2 separate regions of the Sus scrofa genome follow, and region 1 is linked to region 2. Evidence: chromatin contacts called from public HiChIP or PLAC-seq data. All regions are on one chromosome and are shown on one strand. The core of a region is the stretch at or near the end of the contact, and the rest is flanking DNA. Distances in the headings are between cores, read along the strand shown.

What was found. HiChIP or PLAC-seq counts read pairs in DNA pulled down with a chosen protein or histone mark.
Region 1: an H3K27ac HiChIP or PLAC-seq map of alveolar macrophages shows a contact between it and region 2. The contact joins the promoter of CCND3 here to the promoter of MRPS10 in region 2. A contact is called at or near these places in 2 of 5 promoter capture datasets (fetal liver and liver) and 1 of 2 datasets of contacts at active chromatin or transcription factors (alveolar macrophages).

Annotation. Positions count from the first base shown.
Region 1 is chr7:37,091,264-37,097,431 of Sscrofa11.1, reverse strand. CCND3 (cyclin D3) reads left to right here and starts at 2,620. Exons shown (of 5, transcript NM_001078678.1): 1 at 2,620-2,817; 2 at 3,698-3,913. The coding sequence starts at 2,620.
Region 2 is chr7:37,327,087-37,333,864 of Sscrofa11.1, reverse strand. MRPS10 (28S ribosomal protein S10, mitochondrial) reads left to right here and starts at 4,619. Exons shown (of 7, transcript XM_005665997.3): 1 at 4,619-4,752. The coding sequence starts at 4,705. It overlaps TRERF1 (transcriptional-regulating factor 1), which reads left to right. Exons shown (of 18, transcript XM_013977938.2): 18 at 1-486.

The DNA.
Region 1 (6,168 bases), core at 1,371-3,870, 230 kb after region 2:
CTCCCATCGTGGCGCAGCAGAAACGAATCCGACTAGGAACCAGGAGGTTGTGGGTTCGATCCCTGGCCTCGATCAATGGGTTAAGGCTCTGGCTTTGCCATAAGCTGTGGTGTAGGTCGCAGATGAGGCTCAGATCTGGTGTTACTGCGGCTGTGGCATGGGCCAGCAGCTGTAGCTCCTCCCCATAATTTCACAGATAATCTTTATAATTTTAAGTTCATTGTCCTCTTTAATGAAAGAGTGCAATGCAATGATTAACTAAAGAAACTTCTTGTTTATATTTTTGAAAACAGGAGTAAAGGTCTAAACAAGATCAGACCAGGTACACAGCACACATTCACTCCGACACGAGAGCTCTTGATTTAAAAATTTTATGCACATTACTAATAAACCACTTTTCATCTCACCAGTTGGTAGATTTTTTTTTTTAAGTAGATATCTAATGTTTGTTCATTAGATTGGTTCAACCTTTCAGCAGGGAAATTTGGTAATAAGAACTGTATCAAAAGCCTTAGAATGTTTCATAACCTCTGATTGAGAAATTCCATTTCTGGAAATTAATTCACTTCTAGAAATATAGTCATGAGTGTGCACAAAGATACTGCCACAAAAATATTTTACAGTATTGTTTCTAATAGGGAAGAACTAGAAACAACCTAAATTTCCAACAATATAGATTTGGTAAAATAGAATACGACACATTCACCCAATGGCATACTATGTAGTCATTAAAAATAATGTGAATATTTAGTGACATGGCAAAAGTGCTGTGAGTATATCTGTTAGTGAAAAAAAGAGCTTACAAAAGTTTGCAATGATCTCATTTAAAAATATATCTATAGCTCAGTTTTAGAAAAATAAACATTGACATTTAAAAGGTTATCTGGATGGCGAAAGTGCACGTAATTATTATTATCCTTTTTTGTTTTCCTTTTTTGCTTTTTATGGCCACACCTGCGGCATATGGAAGTTCCTGGGCTGGCAGTTGAATCAGAGCTACAGCTGACAGGTTACACCATAGCCACAGCCACACCAGATCCTTAACCCACCGAGTGAGGCCAAGGATCAAAACTGTATCCTCATGGATAATTATTAGGGTTTGTAACCCTCTGAGCCAAAACGGGAACTCCAATTATTATTTCTTTTTTTGTGTGGCTTATCTGTGTTTTCTACATTGCTGATGACTATTTCCATGATATGTAAATGAGGAAAGCTTTATTATCTTAAAAAGAACTGATAGAGAAAATCCTTAACATAGAGCTTGCCTCTTCTATAGGCTCTCATCTCTCTGGTAACTCTCTTCCTTAGGGTTTCCTCTACTTGGAGGACCCCAGGAGAGGCAGGGATCCCCATGGCCTCCTCCTATTTAGAGCATTACCAGAGGAGTTCCTGTGGTGGTGCAGTGGAAACCAATCTGATTAGGAACCATGAGGTTTTGGGTTCGATCCCTGGCCTCAATCAGTGGGTTAAGGACCTGGCGTTGCTGTGAGCTGTGGTGTAGGTCGAAGATGAGGCTTGGATCTGGTGTTGCTGTGGCTCTGGCGTAGGCCGACAGCTGTAGCTCCGATTCGACCCCTAGCCTGGGAACCTCCATGTGCTCTGGGTGCGGTCCTAAAAAATAAAAAGAAAAACAAAAATTAAAGAAACTCTTCCAAAAAGGATCTAGTTTCCCCACCCATGTTTTCCTCAGACAGAAACTAAGGCGGACTTCAGGGTTTTTCCAAGGCCACACAGCCAACTTGAAGAGGTGAGGCCTTGAATCCACGGTCTTTCCGCCCCGTTGTATTTCTGAAATGTGCGGATTTAGACTAGCTCTTCTAGCACTTTAATATGCACAGGAATCACCAGGGATCTTGTTGAAATGCAGATTTTGATCCTGCAGGGAATGGTGCAGAGCACAGGTTCTGGAGTCAGACTGTCAGCTTCCCAATCCTATAGCTCAGACTAAGACTGTATTTACCGTGTTTCGGTTTCCTCAATTTCAAAACCAATACAAGACCTAATTCATAGCTTTTTTCATGAAGAATCAAAAGTGCTTACAACAGTCTTCACCTAGAACTAGCTTTTTTTTATTTTTTTAAGAACTAGCTACTTTATTATTATTCATATTCCCTAAAGCAAGCAGCGGGTGAAGTCGGGTTTGATGACTGACTGAATGAATGAATAACCTTTGGAGAAAAGTTCTTCCTGGGCAACTGGAGTCTGAGCAGCCAAACGGGAGGGCTTGTAGGTGGGGAAGAGCCCCACCTCCAAAGTACCTCTCTGCACCGGGTGGTCAGAAGGCTCGGAGCGCCCGGAAGCCGGCCGGCCCGCGCCCGGCGGACCAATACGGCCGCCCGGGGGCGGGGTGGGGGGGAGCGCCCGCCCGCCCTTTCCGTCTGGGCGCCGGAGGCCCCGCCCCTTGGGACGTCGCGACGTCCGAGCATTCCACGGTTGCTACTCGGTCGCGAGGGGCGGGGCGCCTGTCAGGGAAGCGGCGCGCGGCGGCGGGGGCGGGCTGAGGCTCCAACGCGGAGTGCCAGCGCCAGCACCAGTCCCGCGCCCCGCGCTCTCCGGCCCGCCGCCTTGCGTTCTGGCTCGCCAGCCCGCACTCCCGCCCTGCCCGTGCGCTGCCCGAGTATGGAGCTGCTGTGCTGCGAGGGCACCCGGCACGCGCCCCGGGCCGGGCCGGACCCGCGGCTGCTGGGGGACCAGCGGGTCCTGCAGAGCCTGCTCCGCCTGGAGGAGCGCTATGTGCCCCGCGCCTCCTACTTCCAATGTGTGCAGAGGGAGATCAAGCCGCACATGCGGAAGATGCTGGCGTACTGGATGCTGGAGGTACCGCCCGGACTGGTCTCCCCTCCCCCGCCACCCTTGCGTCCCCCAGCTCCGGACATCCCGGGGCCGCCCTGTCGGGACATCCTGGTCCCAACAACAATCATCAAGATGTTTCTGTGGCGCACATCCCCGGGGCCTGGCCTTGCGCTCGCGCACCCTAGCCGGCTGCCTCCCAGGTGGTCCTTTCTTTCTCTTCTCCAACCCTGGCTTTGACTGCCAGTCGTTTGGCACCCTAACTAACCCTCTCTTGGGCCGGGAAAGCGGGACAAGGGCCACCCTCTCCCCTCCGGCTTCTCCCAGCGTCTCCTGCCTTGCTCCCCTGCCCGGCCCTCTCTGGAGAGCGCGGCTGGAAAACCTTGGGCTCAGCCGCCCCCGCCGCAGAGCCGGTTCCTGTGTGTGTCGCGGGGTTCTGGCGGGGAAGGCGGTGGGGGTGGCGCGCGCTGTTCCGGCCGTCAGGGAAATGAAAAGTGCGGGAGGCCGCGGCTGGAGTCTCCTCCCTTCCCTTTGGGTGTGTGCAGTGGGTGGCGGTAATGGGGGTAAGGTCCCAGTTCTCTGGCTACAGTGGGTGACTCGTCCGTCCCCCATCGCCCTCGGTATGGGGGAGGGCAGACTCAGTTTGGAATCCTTAAGGGAGCCTCTGGCTTACAGCCCCCCTCTCCCCAGCCCCGGGTGTGGGGGTGGAGGCAACGTCGAGGAAGTGGGGGGGGCGTCACCTTGGGGAAGGCGCATCCTGCGTTTTAGTCCCTGTCACTGTAAGGACACCTACCCCCTGCCATTTCTTGCTCCCCGTCCCAATCCCTTTCAGCCCCCCCCCCCAACCTTTAGTGCTGCTGCGTCTCCTCTGCCTCTGTCCCAGAAATGACCGTGCGCCCTCCCCCAGGTGTGTGAGGAGCAGCGCTGTGAGGAGGAAGTCTTCCCCCTGGCCATGAACTACCTGGATCGCTACCTGTCCTGCGTCCCCACCCGCAAGGCGCAGTTGCAGCTCCTGGGTGCGGTCTGCATGCTGCTGGCCTCCAAGCTGCGCGAGACTACGCCCCTGACCATCGAAAAACTGTGCATCTACACGGACCACTCTGTCTCTCCCCGCCAGCTGCGGGTGCGTGCACAACTCCCCCCGCCCCCCAACATCTCCTGCCTCCTCACTCACCAGAAAAAGGAAAGCTAAGACCTCGGGCGGCTTTCTGCCCTTGCACAGGGTAGCAGAGGCTTTTTAAATTTTTTTTGGACAAAGGATGGGGCCGTGTGGTGTGATGGTCAGCGTAGCCCCCGCCCAGGTCGTAGCCGCCCCCCCCCGTTCCCCCCCCCCACGCGCTCCCAGGCCTGCGCTGCCGGCAGGAACTAAATCCCCTTCTCCTGGCCTCCAGGGGGTGCCACTCCTTCCTGGTCTTTCCTCCAGATAGCAACAAGTCAAACTGCATGTCTACACTCACTAGTACTTTGCCTCTGGGTTTACACAGCCACCGTGAGTTATTTATTGGCAGCAGCAGGACGTGCCTGCGCACCCCCACTGGAGTCGGGGAGTGGAATGTGCTTCGTGTGGGGGAGGGGGGCTCGGTTGAGTCTTTATCCCAGTGTGTGGACTTTGTGATGGAAAAGCCTCCCAGAGCAGATTAAAGCCAGGCGTTGGTGGCTCTGAGGCAGGGCCGTGGCGTTTGGTCCCACCTTCTTCTCTCCTTCCTCTTCTCTCCCCAGGGAGACCGCTCCTTCCGAATCCTCCCTTCCTAGCCTCTCTCTGAAAAACCTGAGCAGCTGCTCCTGGCCTGGTGGAATCATCTCTCCCTTTCCCCCTTAGCCAAAGGCCAGAGCTGAGGGACAGACAGGGGGGCTGAGCTGCAGCTGCTTCCGATGTGATAATGATGGCCTCTCCCCAGGCCCACCCACTCTGCCCAAGGTCTTTCATAACCCTGTGGGGAGCTGCTGTCACTCCTGTGGTTTGGGAAGTGGCTCCCTGGGCCTCTTGCTGGGAACTCAGGCTGGGTGCTTCCGAGACAGAGGAGTGATGGGCTCTCCTTCCCCACTGAGCTGGGAGAGGAGGTTGCTGAGGGCCTGCAGATCATGCTTGGGGGTCTGGGGGAGAGGGCTGAGCCGGCACCTTCCTCCACCTTGCTCTGCAGCCGCCTGGTCAGAGCAGGAGTCCTGGGGCCCCATCTCCCGGGGAGGAGGGCAGCGTGCCGGCTGCTGTGATTGGCTGGCTGGGAAGCCAGGGTACTGGGGCCCCCGAGTGCTGCTTGTCGAGGAGCAGGATTCCTCTTCCTGCCAAATAGCTCTCAGAGATGGGAGTAGGAGGCCGGAGTTGGGAATCTGGGAGGCCCCACAGCTCTTGGTGATGAATCTGGTAGTTGTCGGCAAGTCTGAAGGTGGAGCTGGTTTCCAGGACTAGTAAGCAGACTGTTTTTGGAGGGGTTGGGGCTAAGAAGGTAGAAGGGGACTTCCTTTTTGTGGAAAGATTGGGGTGATGTGGGTGCCTTAGGTGAGGGAAGTTTTTCAGAATAGACAGAAAGTCCTCGACCCCCACTCCCGTGCCTGGGCTGGGGGTGGAGTGAGCCGGTGACTCCCTAGAAGGTTAGAGTTGGAAGCCCCCCCCCCACCCGGGGGGCCCTGAGAGCTCCAGTCAGTCCAAATCCTTGTGCCACAGAGGCTGGGACCCAGAGGAGAGAAGGGTCCTACCTCAGCATTGCCCTGGGGCAGAGGAGCAGGCTTTGGGGGTGCTAGCTAGCTCAGGTGGCCTCCGGTAGCCTAAGAGGTCATGGAAGCTGCCAGGCATGTGTTCTCTTCTGAGCTTGGGCTGAGATTCAGGGGTTGCCTGGATACAGGCTTAGGTGGCCACCCTCCCTCATGCAGGGCCCTAGGCCTCTCCACAGGGAAAGCCCCTCTCCTAGTTGCCTTCCAGATGTTTCCTTGTTTGCTTCGAGTTAGGAGCTTGAGTTTGACCGCTGGGACAAGGACCAGGAGTGGGACGCTAGCTTCTCTGCCCTGCTTCTCCTGGCCCCAGGCCAGGCTGTTTTCTGTGGGGCACTGTGAGACATTTAAGAGGATGACACCTAGGCGGGGCCCGGAGACGGAGAGCTGTGTGTGACTGGGGGCCTCGAAGAGGTTGGGTGGGGTCACCCTTTCTACCTTAGTGAGGGGTCAAACCCATGAGTTCCTTCCTGAGACGGAGCAGTGAAGAAATCCTCATGTGTGCAACTCAGAAATGGGGCCAGGGCTGGGGACCCCAGACAAGTGGATTGGGGTGGGGCCCCCAGCCTCCTTCCAGGACCTAGCAGTGGTGCAGCAGCCAGGGCAGATGGAGAGGAGGTTTGCCTCCTCAGGGATCATCTGGATCCATCCTGTCTGGCTTGGCCTCCACTT
Region 2 (6,778 bases), core at 3,370-5,869:
ACAATGCTTTTTTTTTTCCCCCAGAAAGAAAGCCAGGAGAATATTACTTAAAAGTTTCCAGTCCTTAGCCTTCTCAGAAATTTATTATAGTTCTCATAGATAGGCATTCATCAAAAAAGAGATGTGACGTTCCATTGTGGCACAGCGGAAACGAATCCAACTAGTATCCACGAGGATGGGGGTTCAATCCCTGGCCTTGCTCTGTGGGCTGGGGATCCGGCGTTTCATGAGCTGTGGTGTAGGTCACAGGCATGGCTCGGCTCTCCAGTTGCTTGGCTGTGGTGTAGGCCAGCGGCTACAGCTCTGATTCGACCCCTAGCCTGGGAACTTGCATATGCCACCAAGTGCAGCCCTAAAAAGCAAAAAATAAATTGTAAAAAGAGAGAGAGATGTAACCAAACCAAGATTGTCATATTTATTTGTGAAAACCTGATTAAATATTGCATCAGCTGCTCTGAAAATAAAATGTTATCTTTTTGAGTTTCATTTGGCTTAAACATTCCTTCTTTCTAGCCACTGAAAGGACTTCTCAATGCTAATTTACTCTTAGTGGGTTTCTGTAGACCAGTTTAGAAGTCTGCCGACCACATCTAATGCTCAGTCAAGTTCCCCCTTTTACCCTGGGGGCACGGGTGAACATTTCTGCTTCTCAGGCCGTGGATGAGCCACTTGAAGGGTTGATGATCTCTACACCATTGCACTCACACCGAAGCTCAGTATCGCAGACTGCTATCTCACGGCGAATCCCCCACAAAATCCAGTCTACCCTGGTTCATAGGTATTGCTAACCTGAATTTCCAGGTTCTTAAAAGTGTGTTTAGGAGTTCCTGTCATGGTACAGGGGAAACTAATCTGACTAGGACCCATGAGGTTGCAGGTTCCATCCCTGGCCTCACTCAGTGGGTTAAGGATCTGGCGTTGCCGTGAGCTGTGGTCTAGGTCGCAGCCGAAGCTCAGATCTGGTGATGCTGTGGCTGTGGTGTCGGCCGGCAGCTGCAGCTCCCATCTGACCTGGGAACCTCCATATGCCGTGGGTGTAGCCCTAAAAAGACCCCCCCCAAAAAAAGTGTGTTTACTTTTCAGTGATCAACAGCAAGTTTCAGGAGAAAGTGGAAATTCTGGATTTCATATGAAATTTAAGTGGCACATAACTGTCCAAGGCCTTGATCTTCTGCCTTCTTTGGAGGCTTTATATGTTTAATTTGGGTCATCAGTTGTAGTCCTGTACCAAATAAAAAAGCTATTCCTTGGCAAACGGTGCATTTAGCTGGCTTTGGAAATTTATGTTCTGCTTCCGGGGCCCACGTGTCCAATCTGAAGATTTTTTTCTACGTTTTATTCTTTCACTCAGTACTCATGTGCCAGGCACTCTTCCACACTGTATTAAACACGGGGGAGTTGAGTGGATAAAGATGACTGTGACATCATTCCTATCAAGGAACTTGATATTTAGGAAAGACATACAGGGCCCTGGGAACTGATCCAGTTCCCCCACTGGAAGCAAAGCAAAGAATAAAGCAAAGGTTTGGAATAAAGCAAACGTTATGCATTACTGCTATTCTGAACTGCAATTTACAATAGATGCTCGGCAACTATTTGTTAAGTTAACTAATCATCTCTCTAACGTTCCAGGTATGCTTATCCATGTGTGTGTGTGTGTGTGTGTGTGTAAATAAAACCTCTTTTGAGTTTACCTAAAGTCAATTCTGAATTCCACAGACTCCTCGTCTAATTTCCTCAGCCATAGTTAGCCAGCTGTGGAATGAAGATGAGTTTTAATGTTAACATAAGCAAAACATAATTAGGGAGGCATGTTAAGAAATTGAATAATATATTCCTAAGCGAACTATACTGATCTCTGGATACCTCTGTATAAAAGGGCCAAAGGGTTGATTAATTTCCTTACAAGAGAATCTTTTGAAAAGGGCTGCCCCCCACCCCCCACCCCCAAGGGAAGTGTTTAACTTTTCTGTTTGAGCTGGAAAGGCCAAGTATACATGTTTGCTTCACATTCCAACACACATTCCTTACATATAACACAGATCTCCTTCTGGGCTGTTTGGGATCATTACTTCCTCTGCTTGTGTAATTTTATTTTTGGCAGTCTTGCCATCTCTTTTTTTTTTTTAACCACTTTTTTAAGATAGACACATAAAATGCTATGCATATTTTTTAATACAACTTGATGCATTTGGAGACAAGTGTGTAACCACAAAACCATCATGATCGAGGAGAAAAGGCGTCTTTTACAACAACAACTGGTGCAATCAAAATATGATTCAACTTAGAAATAGTTGATGTATACACTTATTTTTCCTGGATCTACAGCAAGATGGACTTGCATCAACTCTCTAGAATCATTTGATCTGCTCATTTACATTAGGTCAGGTTTGAAAGTTTAGGTCATAGGGAAGAGATCCATAATGGACTGGCCAGGCTTCAAAACGCTTTCCATACTAATAAACTAAGAAGTTTTACATGTCCAAACAAAAACAAACAAAAACCCACTGTCCATGCCCATACATCATACCAAAGGGCCCTGTCCACAGCCCCACTGTTGGCAAAACCTGGGGTTGCTCCTCACAATGACTCCCACCTTGCTGCCAACTAACTGGACCCCAAGCTATTAGGTCCATAGTTGGTTTGGTGACACGGGACATGGTTTAGGCCTGAAAAATAAGGGGACTAGGGAGTTCCGGCCACGGTTCAGCGGAAACGAATCCGACTAGGAACCATGAGGTTTCGGCTTCAATCCCTGGCCTCACTCAGTGGGTTAAGGATCTGGTGTTGCCGTGAGCTGTGGTGTAGGTTGCAGATGCAGCTCGGATCTGGCATTGAGGCTAGCAGCTACAGCTCTGATTAGATCCCTAGCTTGGAAACCTCCATATGCCCTAAAAAGACAAAAAAAAAAAAAAAAGAAAGAAAGAAAGAAAAGAAAAGAAAACGAAGGGACTATACCCAATTCCCACACTTCAGAGCATGAATGGAAAAAGCTGGTGAGCCAAAAGCAGCAAGCAGTGACCACAGGCAAGGCAGAATTCTGAGGGAGCAGAAACTGTAAACAGAGAAATCCCATCAATAAAGAGACCATGTTTGGCCTTAGGGATGGAGAGGACATCCAGTCCCTAAAGCTGCTCCGAGCCCACTTTTCCAGTTACAGGAGCAGTTCAGGCCACATACATGTTAAAAAAAATAAATAAATAAAATAACTCCTTTTCTTGCAGGAAGTGGGGACGTGGGGAATCTCTAGTCCTCACATCCAAAAGAGACTTAAGAGACTGGAGCTTACTGAGGTCAGCTGGAGGGGTGCAAAGGGCACTGAACTAGGATTTTTTTCTTTCTTTTTAGGGCCGAACTCAGCATATGAAGGTTCCCAGGCTAGAGGTCTAATCGAAGCTACAGCTGCTGGCCTGCACCACAGCCACAGCAACGTGGGATCCGAGCTGTGTCTTCGACCTACACCACAACTTATGGCAACGCTGGATCCTTAACCCACTGAGCGAGGCCGGGGATCGAACCTGCATCTTCATGGATGCTCAATTCGTTTCTGCTGAGCCACAATGGTAACTCCGGAACTAGGATTTTTGATGATGGTCATTGGTTCAGCTGTAACTAACTCATCATAATGACTTTGAGTCATTTCACTCTGGGCTTCGGTTTTTTCACCTTTTAAATTAGGATAAAATGTATGTATTCTTGTGAGGATCAGATTAGATAACACACGTAAGATTGTTCTCAAGCTGTAATGTCACCATCATTGACAGCTGCAGAACTGTCACCCAGCTGAAGCTACTCAAGGCAGAGACGGGCTGAAGAGCCCTGGAAGAAGCCGCAATAGAGTTGCAGAGCTATGGGAAAACTCCTCTGGCTAAGAGAGACCAGCCAATTGTGAATGTCACAATTGAAAGACGTAATCCGGTTCCGGAAGGGCCCCTGGATAACCTGCCAAGACTATGGCTATTACAGACATCATCACTTAAGTACAACCTCAGGTCGTTCCTCCAGGGCAAAATGAGCTAAGAGACCAGGAGCTTTGGACCACCTGGCCAGGGAATCGTTAAACCAGTGACATCATGACTCTTGACTCTACAATTCAGAAATGTCACAAGACAATGACTAATCCCAGCTGTTTTGCTCTTCCTCTTAAAACAAAACAAAACAAAACCCACCTAACTCAAAGACCAAGTTGGAGTACATCTAAGGCTTGTCTCCCACTCCCTTGCTTGGCGCCCTGCAATAAATCCTTACTTTGGAGCGAACTCCCGCTGTCACTTTGGCTTTCTGCGGGCCACGGGTACACAAGCGCTTCGCTGCGTCATAACGGGAAAATAAATCAACCATTAATCCACTAACTCAGAGATAACATTGTCAATATATCAGCTGACATGACATCAATATATACTTTTTTTCCAAGCATGTATTTGTTATGTTTGCCTCCAACAAAACAGGAACCGTAATTTGAAGAGGGAAACGCTGGCGGAATTCAGTATCCCTCCAGGTACCAGCTGAAGCTTTACCGGCCCGGCTGCGACCGGAAGGAAGCTGGCTGTATTCACAGTCCCACCCTCAGAGAGCGTAGGATCACGTCTCTATGGTTGTTCCTGAGCCGGAACACAGGGATACACTCTTTCCTTTTGCGGAACTCTATGGTCAGAGGATGGCTCTGTGACCCCGGAAGCGATCCCGGGAAGCTGGGGCGGCAAGATGGCGGCGCGAACGGCGTTTGGGGCGCTGGCCCGGCGTCTCTGGCAGGTACCGGGCGCGCTGAGGGTATTAGGCGGACTTACGGATACAGTTGCCTCTATGTCTGGCCGTCGCGTGTCGTTCTGCCAATCTGGAGCCCTCCGCGATATTTATTCCTTATCTCAGCCCGTTGTTTGCAGGGAAGGAGCGAGAAAAGGGCTGATGTTTTGTCGAGTTTCTTTTCATAGGATAAAACGTAATGAGTCAGGGCAACAGGAAGAATCAGAGTGTCAAAGCTGTAAAGAATATAGGACAGCGAAAGTTCCAGACCCGGCCTTTCACATTTGCGAAATAAACCGAGGCTCAGAACAGGCAGGAAGTTTCATCTCTCTGAAATGAGGTGGCATGAGACCTTTGACGCTTCCCGCGGAACCAGACTGAGATACCTTGCTGATAGCCGGGTTTCTGAGACTTAGATGAGAGTCGCTGAAGTCAGAGGAGTTGGTTGGATAACCTCTGCTCGGTTCTTTGGAGAAAGAAACAAAACCTTTAGCATCAGTTCTCAAGTTAGCCTTAGCACCCCTTTACACTCTAAAAATGGTTGAGGACTCCAGAGAGCTTTTATTTTTGTGGGTTTTAGCTGTGAATGTTTAGCTTACTGGAAATTACAACCAAGAATCTTTAAAATGCGTTTTCCTTTAAAAATAGCGCTGGGAGTTCCCATTGTGGCGCAGCAGTATGGAACCCTACTAGCATCCATGAGGACGCGGGTTGGATTCCTGGCTTCGCTCAGTGGGTTAAGGATCCAGCGTTACCATGAGCTGCAGTGTAGGTCGCAGACGGGGCTCGGATCCCGCTTTGCTGTGGCTGTGGTGTAGGCCCTCAGCTGCAGCTCCCATTCAATCCCTAGCCTGGGAATTTCCGTATGCTGCACCTGCAGCCCTAAAAAGAAAAGTAAAAAATTAAAATAACACTAATAAACTCATTACATGTTAACGTAATTAATCTTTGTATGGGGTACAACTAGATTTTCCGAAACAAATTTAGTGAGAAGAGATGTTTTTGCACATCTCTGATTTTGGCTTAATAGAAGACAGCTGGGGTTTCACAGCAGCTTCTGCAGTCTGTTGCTATACCACAGTGTCTGGAAAACTTCACTGCACACTGGTGACAGAATGGCAAAGTTGCAAATAACGTCTTACTATTATTATGGAAGTAAGTTTAATCTCTCCAGCCCACAGTGAAAATGTCCTCGGACCAGAATTTAAGAACCAGTGTTTTTAAGAAAAGGCAGGTGGTGTTAGAGATTGAAATTTTGAGCTATTTTTAAGACACAGTTACCAGACTACAGCTTACGCCTTCAAAAAAAAAAAAAAAGGAGGGAGTCCCTGTTGTGGCTTAGCTGTAACAAACCCGATTAGTATCCATGAGGACGTGGGTTTGATCCCTGACCCTGCACAGTAGGTTAAGGCTTCAGTGTTGCCGTGAGCTGTGGTGTAGATCCTGACACAGCTCGGATCTGGCGTTGCTGTGGCTGTGAGGTAGGCTGGCAGTTACAGCTCCCATTCGACCCCCAGCCTGGAAAATTCCATATGCCTTAGGTTCGGCCCTAGAAAGACAAAAAAGAAAGAAAACTTAAGAACTTCCTAAGATTCATTTGTAGGTTGAACAGCACATTAGGCTTCAACTTTTTAAAGCAGGGGTTTATACCCGGAGAAGATGCCTGGGAAGTGTTGTATTCCTTAGACCTGAGGTCCTTCTGCAGAACCGGATTATTGGGGTGGCCACTGGCATAAATGTGGGAAAGGAGTTTTCTTTTACTGCCTTGTATTGTGTTTGAATTCCTTTCTTTATTTTTCCCCCTTGATCCAGGGGCGATTGTGAAAGTTTCAATTTGCGTCCATCTCAAGTAAAGAAGAGAGGAAGGACAATAAGCTAAGAATAGACTTTTAAAAACATACTTAGGTGACCCTCAGCTGTTTTAAGTTTCATTTGTAGTAAACTGTTATTCTCATCCTCAAAGTATATTTAAGGATTCTGGGAGAGCTTTTGTGACACAGTGGGTTAAGAATCTGGTGTTTTCACTGCAGCAGCC